Regions from separate parts of the Rattus norvegicus genome. Here region 2 is linked to region 1. A link is a contact called in public Hi-C data. All regions are on one chromosome and are shown on one strand. The core of a region is the stretch at or near the end of the contact, and the rest is flanking DNA. Distances in the headings are between cores, read along the strand shown. Region 1 holds the start of Rce1 (Ras converting CAAX endopeptidase 1). Region 2 holds the start of Ctsf (cathepsin F).

Region 1 (4,563 bases), core at 1,455-3,954:
TTCACACAAGAGTGATGGTCAGGAGCACAGTAGGGTCTCTGAGGCCCCCGTTCGTTCCAAAAGCATACAAAGAGGAAGGCTGCCATAGAGCTTGGGGTCTGTCAGGGGTTGAAGCAGAAGCAGGAAGAGTCCCACACCAAGGGCATAGCCCGCCAGCAGTGGCCACTTCTGTGGATGCTCCAGGGCTGCACACACAGCAGGGAAGCCCATGTAGTTGCAGAAGGAGTGGCAGAGAACCGGCCCTATCAGGTGTCCTGGAGAGGGGAGATGGTGCAACATGTGAAGCAGCCCCACCACCATTAGCCCTTCTAAAGTTAGTGACCCTTGTCTCCTGAACAGGAACTCAATGACCCCCTACCCCACACACTGGTCTGCCCCCATGTTATAACCTCTGCTTCTACCTCTCGGATCTTAAAAAGCTTAGCCTGTCTCTAGAACTGTAGTAGAAGAAACAGTTGTGTCCACAGTATCCCCCTTCTCCCACCCACATCTGTGGGCCCCTGGAGACCCATGAAAGGCCGAGGACCAACCTGTGCGGATGAAGAGGAAAGCCGTATAAGCACCGAAGACAGCGGTGTAGGAGAACTGGAACGCTGGAGACGGAGGCTGCGAGTGACCACACCTGCATGCCCACCCTACCCCAGTACTGCACACCCCACAGTCAGAGACCACCCTTTCCCCTTGGCAGTGGCTGCCTGCCCGTTATCTGTGGCTGCTCTCTGTACCCCACCTTCCATAATCAGTGGGCCCCATCCAATACTTATAGTTCTGTCTCCAACCCTTTCTGAGGAGTGTCTGTGAGGGGTATCCTAACACCCCGACCCTTGGCTGTCCCTGGGCAGCTCTCCAGGCCTCACCTGCAGACAAGAAGATACTTCCCACACTGCTTTGGCGGAAGCGCAGCTGCTCAATAATGTGGTGAAAATGGGCTGGGAGGAAGGTGAAAACCACATCATATTCCTCTGGCTTTCTACCTAGCTGTCCCCCTCACCCAAAGCCCCATTTTTAGCCTTCATGCTGGGAACATTGTTGCTGGACAGGTTAGACTCACCGACTCCAAAAAACAGTGGGCAGGTGAACACAGCAGGGCCCAGACCTGTGCATGGTGCTAGCATGGGCAGCATACAAGCCCGGAACACCAGCTCCTCTGTCAAGGGTGCTATAACTTGGTTTCGTAGCCAGCGCATGTCTGTGAGGCGGCGGGCCCAAGAACGAGGGGCTAGAATAAATATTCAGGATAAGCAATGAGTGCCTAGTTACTAGAGACCCCTAGGACCCTCTCCCACAGATTTTTTTTTCTTTTTCTTTTTTTCGGAGCTGGGGACCGAACCCAGGGCCTTGCGGTTGCTAGGCAAGCGCTCTACCACTGAGCTAAATCCCCAACCCCCCTCTCCCACAGATTTACTCTGACCAAACTCAGTTTGGGAAATCCTGAGAATCAGAATGGGGAAGGGAACAAGCCTTATCAGACCGAATTACAATGTCTTGAGATGACTGACAGTAGTGAGGGAAAGCGGCAGTAGAGGAGGAAGTCAGTCAATTCCAGAGGAACCCAAATTTAACCAATCAAGTACTGTTTTGAGTCTAGAAAGGCCTCCATGAGTATCATAAACTTACAGGGTACCCAGCAATATAATCCATTTTACTGATGAGGAAACACATCCTGAGAGGTGACATCTCACCTCTTCAGTCCAGATCACACCATCTCACTGACTCCTTTCCCCAGTGTTCTGGACTGCCTGTGCCTACCTTTTGCTCAGTCTTGAAGACTCACCCAGGACAACCTTCAGCCCATCTGTCAGGTCACACGGGCAATCCATACAGAGCTGCATCAGTGGACCCAGGAAAAGGATCTGGGGGAGAAAAACATCAAACGAAAGCCGTTATCCAGTGACCTTGCTCACACCTGCGCCCTTGGTCACCCTCATGAGACCTCAGGTTTCCTGAGCTCTAGGATTTCTCAGCCATGCACACCAGGGGCTCAAGGGCCACATCATAATTCCTGTCTGCCATCTGCCAAAAACTGGACACAAGACGGACATGCCATTACACTAGTGACAACAGAGTAGGAAAACTAAAGCAGGACTCACCATAGTTAGCAGCAGGGGCAGCAGAGCTGCTGGAAAAATGCCCTCCAGCCTGAAGCCCATCAAGGTAAGCAGTGATGTGCCTGGCTGAGCCACAGGAAAGGGGGTATCAGTGATGTTCCCTCCCACAAAAATCTGGATTCTTTCCCTAGTTGCCCTGTGCCCCGCCTCCTTCGCACCTGGATGCCAGTGAGTTCCCTCCAGAGCAGCACGCAAAGTGGGGACAAGCTCGATACTACCAGGACACTGGTGAAACGCCGCTTGATAACAGCGGGGTGGTCCCTAAGAAAAGGGACAATAAGTTCCGGGGGGGCCTGTAGCAACCATTTGCCAACGCAGCCCCACCCCCGTCCAGCCCAGGCTCCGCCCGCAGCCCCGCCTCACGAGGGCGCGGATTCCGTCCGCGCGCGCATCCCCCGCACCTGGGCAGCTCGCTCTTCCACACGTAGAGGCTGCCCACGTAGGAGCAGGCGAGGCTGAAGCAGGAGAACACAGACACCCAGCAGCACAGCCCTGGGCCCGGGCTGCTCAACGCGGCTGACTCGGGCTGCCGCTCTGGCCGCGATACCGACAGTAAACGCAGCCCGTCCCCGCCCAGCGCCGCCATCACGCCCAGACCCGTGGCGCGCAGCAGTGACGCGACGGCGCGGGTGACGTCAGGCGGCGGCGCGAGTTGTCCGGTCCTCCGGACGCTCCTCCCCTTGCACTGTAGTTGACACTGTGTGCTTGGAGCAGCTTTATTGAAATATATAACACACGCGTCCCGGGCTTCCTTGCCTTGCTGTGAGTCTCAGGAGCGGGCGCTTAGGACCTGTGTCCCGGACTCAGCCACTCGGACAGGTTGGAGACCTCCTGTAGCCACAAGTCCTGCGGGAGCAGCGGAGGCGGTGGTGAGGGCCCGGCGGCGGTAGCTTAGGCCCGCACCCGCCCTGTGCTCCCTGCGGTACCTCCAGGCCGCCCAGAGGGCTCGCTGCGTCTGCCGCCTGAACTCCGTCGTTGGCCACTTGGGTCTGTGATCCTCTAGCAGTGAGGGAGGCCTCGGTAGGATCGCAGTCGCGCGTGACGGATTCTGGCGGGCTCAGGTCCCTGGCTGGGCCCAGAGTTCGCGATTCTTCCCTGCCCTGGTTGGGGCTGCTCCTCTTGAGCCTCTTGTTTTCTGCTTGCCCGCTAGATTCTAGGAGAAAACAAGCCCATTTCATATTGCTCCGGAAGATTGCCAATGCTACGGAGACTGTTGGGGCAGGGGCATAGTTCTAATTTAACCCTCCCCCTCCATCCTTCCAGATGAAAACATTTCAGTGCCTGACCTTCCTTAGCGCGCCCACGATAGAGGGCATCTAACTTTCCACACAGACTGGGTGATATATATGCCAAGTTACTCTCTGAAACCAAGCTTTCCTTCGGGCAATAAGCAACTAAGTCTCTGTCTGGAATTGTTCTAGGCAGTTGCTACAGAGGCAGCTTTTTGTTGTTGTTTAGACAGACTCTCATGAAACTCAGGGGAGACTTAAACTGATCATCTTGCTTCTTCCAGCCAAGTGCTGGGATCAGACACTCATGAACATGTTGTAGCTCAGTGGTTTTCAACTGTGGGTTGCGTATCAGATGCTTACATTATGGTTCATAACAGTGGCAAAATTACAGTTAAGTAGCAATGAAGATAATTTTATGGTTGGGGACCACCACAACATGAGGCACTGTATTTAAAGGGTGGCAGCATCAGGAAGGTTGGGAACCACCATTAGCTTATCTGTAATAACTTGCGGAAGAACAAACAGGAAGAAGGATCAAACTCAGGGTATTGATAGTCAAGACTCTCACTGAGCTACACCCCCAACCCCTCAGGGGCAAATTTACAGTCTTGCCTTGGCTGGTTCCTCCTGGCAGGGCCCTGGGGATATCAGTGAGTCACCTGTCTCTGGAAAAGCTAATGTGCTCATATTAAGTACAACGCACATCTTTCTCCTGTCATGCAGCTTTACAGTAGGGCTGCTACTGCTCCTCCAAGACCCTCAGTCCCCATGGCTGAAGTGGAATGGGATAGTTGGATCACTCCAGACCATGAATTTTATTTCTCTGGTTTCAGTCCAGGACTTACCCCAAAAGCTAGAGACTTACCTGCAGGGAACTCTAGACCAATATTCTTGTGCTGGTCTTTGGTGTTCTGGGCTGAAATCTTTTTCTCTGGAGTCAGGTGCTTTAACAATTAGAAAGTCCAAGTGAATTTTCAGAAGTCTGTGTCTTAGTGAGACATGTGGTTTGGTTTATAGGGACGTTCTTCACCTGGAACTCCCTCATTCTCCTAACTCATCAGTCTCTACTTGGCCCCCAACTTTCAAAGCACCCCCCTTCTGTCCCAGCATATCTCTCTGTTCTCCCCCGAACCTCGGGCTCTGAAGCATGGCACTATTCATCATTTTATGTGTTTATTTCCATCTTTCTACTCAAGATTTATTATGTATATCTGAGTAACTGT
Region 2 (4,563 bases), core at 1,224-3,723, 250 kb after region 1:
CTGTGTATTCAGATGCTGATTGCTGTGCCCAGAGATCTGGTTGCAGTCTAGACATTGACATCATCATGATATTTGGAGCATCTCCGGTGTCAGTGATGTATGAAAATTCTTTTCCATTACCTTTGATTGATTAATAAAGAGCTGATTCAGACTAAAGAGAGGGAAGAAGAGAATAGGAGGAGACTTCCAATCCCAGTTAGGGGGCCAAGCAAAAAGAGAGAAGCAGAGAAGCAGAGAGGAAGAGGAGAAGGATCAGGAGCATTTGCCAGGAGTCGCCAGGAGGACACACATGGAACAGAGCAAGCCAGTAAAGGGCGTGGCTGGGAAGTAGGCAGCCATAGAGGGCTAGAATAGATGAGTATCTGACGGCATAGTGCCTGCAGCTTGTTAATAAAGCTATTAGGTCCCTGTGCCATTTATTCGGGAGCTAAAACAGGCTAGAAAAAGCATAGAAATGCCCTGTTATTTGAGAGCAAAAGGGTGAAGAAAAGCCCCCAGATTAACATCTTCAGTGTGGTGATTTTTGGAGCAGGCCCAGAAAAACACCTCAGGATGACGGCAGTTTGGCTCAGAGGATAGTCCTGTACGAGAACACCCTGAGTAGGCCAAAAGAAAACTTTGGATGTTATCCACCTCTCTCTCTCTCTCTCTCTCTCTCTCTCTCTCTCTCTCTCTCTCTCTCTTTGTGTGTGTGTGTGTGTGTGTGTGTGTGTGTGTGTGTGTGTGTGTGTGCACATATGGAGGCCAGAGGACAGCCTAGGATATCATCATCAGGAAAGCCATTCACCTCCTATGAAACAGGTTTTCTCACTAGCCTTGAACTCATTAATTAGGCTACACTGGATGATGAGTGGCCCACGAGCCCCAGGGATCCTCTTGCTTTTACCTCCAGGTAAAAGGATGACAGTGAGTGTCCCATATGTAGCTTTTTTAAAATGTGGGTGCTGGGGATTAAACTTAACTTATCAAGCTTGCAAGGCAAGTAAATGCCTTACCAACTAATACATCCCTTAGCTGGCCTTGGCAGTATATGCCTTTAACCTTAGCACAGTGAGACAGGTGAATCTCTATAAGTTCAAAGCCAGCCTGGTCTACATAGTGAGGCCCTGTTTTGAAGACAAACAAACCAAGAGAACTGTCTGAAAGACTTCAAATAATTCCTTCATACATACTTTGTACACTCTACACAGGTACAAAAGACTCCTGTGTCAAGGCTTATGTTAACAACTTTAGATAAGATACTCCTGGCAGCAGCTCCAGAGTAGTGAGCTGCAGATAATTTCTGCCTCTCCAATCCAAAACCAGTGGATTTTTGTATCCAAGCAGTTTATGGAAGATTCCCCTTTAGTAATAAAAGTCCTCCTTTCCCCTCTCCAGGTGTAACTGAGGCTTACAGAGAATGCACCTTGGTTTATGATTCATTTTTTATTCCCACATACAGTTTTTTTCTGGTCCAATTGATAATATATAATTTAGGCCCTGGGTTCGGTCCCCAGCTCCGAAAAAAAAAAAGAACCAAAAAAAAAATGGTGATAATATATAATTTGCTCATCTAGACACACAAAGCCCTGTACACATCCATCCTTTAAGAATATTCATAACAACCTGTAAAGGTGCAGAGAGGAATCTTATCGTTCACCTCTATGTTCTCCCGGCCGATTCTCTCTCCCCACATACATTTTTACACTTTGGAGATTTTCTTTCACTCTTTGTTTTCAGTTGTGAGGCTGTCCCTTGGCAGCCCTGGAACACAGTGCTTAAGTGATTTAGGGTATGATCCTGTCCATCCCACGGTTCTGTTGATTATATGTATAGATGTCTTTAAGCCTCACAAAGCCAGACTCTTATAGCCTAGGCTCAAGTTCTCAAGTTCAAACCTTGAACTTCCCGTCTTCCTGAATGCTGGAATTATAGACGTGCCTCACCACGCTAGATTTATCCTGTGCTAGCGGATAGTATACAGGGCGTTTGTGAGATCTAGGCAAGCACTGGCCACTGAACTACATACATCCTCTGGTCCCCAGAACCCATAATATTACTGACCATATCGTGAATAACAACAGGGGCCTCAAAGGAGAGATCACACTGTGAAGGCAGGCTCAGGAACCAGTGGGTTGGGTTCAAGTTCAACTCCTATCTGTAACAGCCATCTGTAAGCTTCTTTTTTCTTATCTAAGAAATGGGACAGCACCTACTTCACAGATCTGCCATGGTTAAAGAGATCTGGTTTTTCCTGTGAAAGATAAAAATGGTCGTAGATTCTCATTTTATTCACAACCTAGTGTCCTCTCCCCTCACCACCACCACCGCCCCACCCCGTGGTCCACGTGCCTCGCGTAAATAAGCGAGCGCGCAAGCGCCCGGAATCGGTGCCGATTGGTCGCCCCAGGGTTCCAGGGTTGTAGGGAGACACTCTGTAGCCTCTGAAGGCAGGCTCCGCCTTGGGTCGCTTGATCTGCGAGTTTGTGGGTCAGTGAATCGGGGCGAGCAGCTTCGACCTCGCTATGGCGCTCCTGCTGCAGCTTTTGTGGCTGTTGACGCTGATCGCGACCGTGGTCCTGAGCCCAGTCCCTGCCAAGCCCTGGGCGGATGACGAGCAAGCCTGGAGCCTGTCCTCCCAGGAGCTGCTGGCGCCCGCCCGCTTCGCGCTGGACATGTACAATTACGGCCGTACTGCGGTGACAAGGGCCGTGCTAGGGGCGGTACACGGGCGCGTCCGGCGGGTGAGGACGCGCGGGGAGCGGGAGCGAGGCCTGGGTCCAGGAATGGTGCAAGGACTTTGCCTTAAATTTGGGGTTGATGGCCTGAACGGGGAGGGAAGGACCTATACAGACTAAGACCCAGTAGGGAGGCACAGACGGGCAATGATCTTTTAAGAGGAGCGAGGGGAGATGGCTGTGCCAGCCCCACCTTCTGCTCTGTCCAGGCCGGCCGGGGCTCTCTGTTCTCCCTGGAAGCCACATTAGAGGAGCCACCTTGCAATGATCCCCTGGTGTGCCTGCACCCTGAGACGAAGAAAACAATGGTGAGTGAAGTGGTCGGCTATTGTTGGCCCTAGCTGGCAAGCAATTGGAATGATGGGTTCTGTCGAGTCATCTGTTACCTCTGAGGTACCAGCTAGAGACCAAGATGCTCTGAAAGGGTAGGTGTTTGGGTGCTGGGTGTCTGCTGCTGGCGTCCCCCTCTTTCACCACGTTATGATTGCCTTACACAGCAGCTCTCCTTTGAGGAGCTTCTAGCAACCCTAGTCAGGACCTTGTTCCAAACTGTCCCCAAACTGCCTTCCTTTCCCTCCTTCCCTCCAGCTCTGCAGTTTTGAAGTCCTGGAAGAGCTAAAAGAACACTTGCTGCTGAGGAAGGACTGTAGCCCAGTGAATGCCAAGGTTACAGGTGCTGGGATAGATAGCTCAAGTAGACTGGGATAGCCCAGACCATACCTGACTCAGAATCCAGCCTTGATTACTTCTGTTCCAACCCTATCCAGAGTCTGGGAACGAGACCTTCCGAGCATTCCTTCCAATGTTGGACAAGGATCCCCTGCCCCAGGTGAGGAGCCTGTGTCTAAGAGAGATAATGGCCCCTTACTCCTCTGCTTTGTGCCCCACCCCCTGCCTTTTCTCTCTCTTCCCCCTCACTTCCTCTTCCCGTGGCTACTTCCCTGTCTTGGTCCTCCAGGGTAGAGCTCTCAATTATTGTACTTGGGTCTGGCTGAACTTGTAAGTGAACACCCTTTTGCCTTCCTAGGACTTTTCTGTGAAGATGGCTACACTCTTCAAGGACTTCATGACTACCTATAACCGGACTTACGAATCAAGGGAAGGTAGGCCCCAGCCTTGTCCACATCTGTCCCAGGCAGACTTGGGTTTTTCCTATCATGGCACCTTGATACTGAGGAGATGAAGAACACATGTGATATAAGTTTTTCTCTGCCGGTAAAACGAGGCAAATCAAGCCAGATTGATTATATGAAATGCAGGTTTATTGGGAAGCTGCTCTCTGGTGAGATCACTGACCCCAAGGACTAGGCCATAGGAATCACCATGGGGAGGGGGGTGAGGGAGAAAAAGAGAGAAAGGGCACACACAGAGAGAAGAGAGGAGAGAGTGAGGAGACCAAAATGTCTGGATTATATCAGGATGAGCCTTTGGGGGCAGCCGAGCCTCTGGGGGTAGCCCAGCCCCCGGGCTGGAAAGTTCAGGGTTGGCAACAAGGTATGCCAGGGTAGGGACTGAGGGATGCTGGGAGAACCTGAGGCCAGGACTGCTTTCATATGTAAAATATGCACCCTAGTCCAGGTCCAGGGTCTGAAACCAGACAAAAAGGATCTCATGTCCCTCAAGGACCCCATATCCCTCAGCTCTTCTAGGCAGCCATCTTGCCAAGGAGTGGCCTGTTTCCTTCTTCCCTTTTATCTTCCTAACCAGAAACCATGACTTTCTCTGTTGGATTTCCTCTCTCATGGCCTTTCGGTTACCTCTCCTGGGTAACACCCTTAGGTCTCATTCAGGTTATTGCTTTTATATTCAATAAGTCATTGCTCCAGTTTGAGCCCCCAAAGTTGAG

The links. A called contact is a pair of places that touch in the nucleus more often than the background predicts.
Region 2: a Hi-C map of hepatocytes shows a contact between it and region 1, with 2.5 times the contacts expected there. The contact joins the promoter of Ctsf here to the promoter of Rce1 in region 1. A contact is called at or near these places in 9 of 12 Hi-C or Micro-C datasets (the A7r5 cell line, Schwann cells, frontal cortex and 5 more).

What each region holds. Positions count from the first base shown.
Region 1 is chr1:211,329,165-211,333,727 of GRCr8, forward strand. Rce1 (Ras converting CAAX endopeptidase 1) reads right to left here and starts at 2,705. Exons shown (of 8, transcript NM_001100585.1): 1 at 2,510-2,705; 2 at 2,267-2,369; 3 at 2,091-2,174; 4 at 1,775-1,853; 5 at 1,052-1,219; 6 at 858-929; 7 at 531-593; 8 at 1-254. The coding sequence starts at 2,694. The coding sequence ends at 19. It overlaps Top6bl (TOP6B like initiator of meiotic double strand breaks), which reads right to left. Exons shown (of 15, transcript NM_001426986.1): 14 at 4,206-4,284; 15 at 2,809-3,261. The coding sequence ends at 2,912.
Region 2 is chr1:211,579,696-211,584,258 of GRCr8, forward strand. It overlaps Ctsf (cathepsin F), which reads left to right and starts at 2,474. Exons shown (of 14, transcript NM_001034110.1): 1 at 2,474-2,723; 2 at 2,927-3,025; 3 at 3,306-3,390; 4 at 3,485-3,546; 5 at 3,745-3,820. The coding sequence starts at 2,505.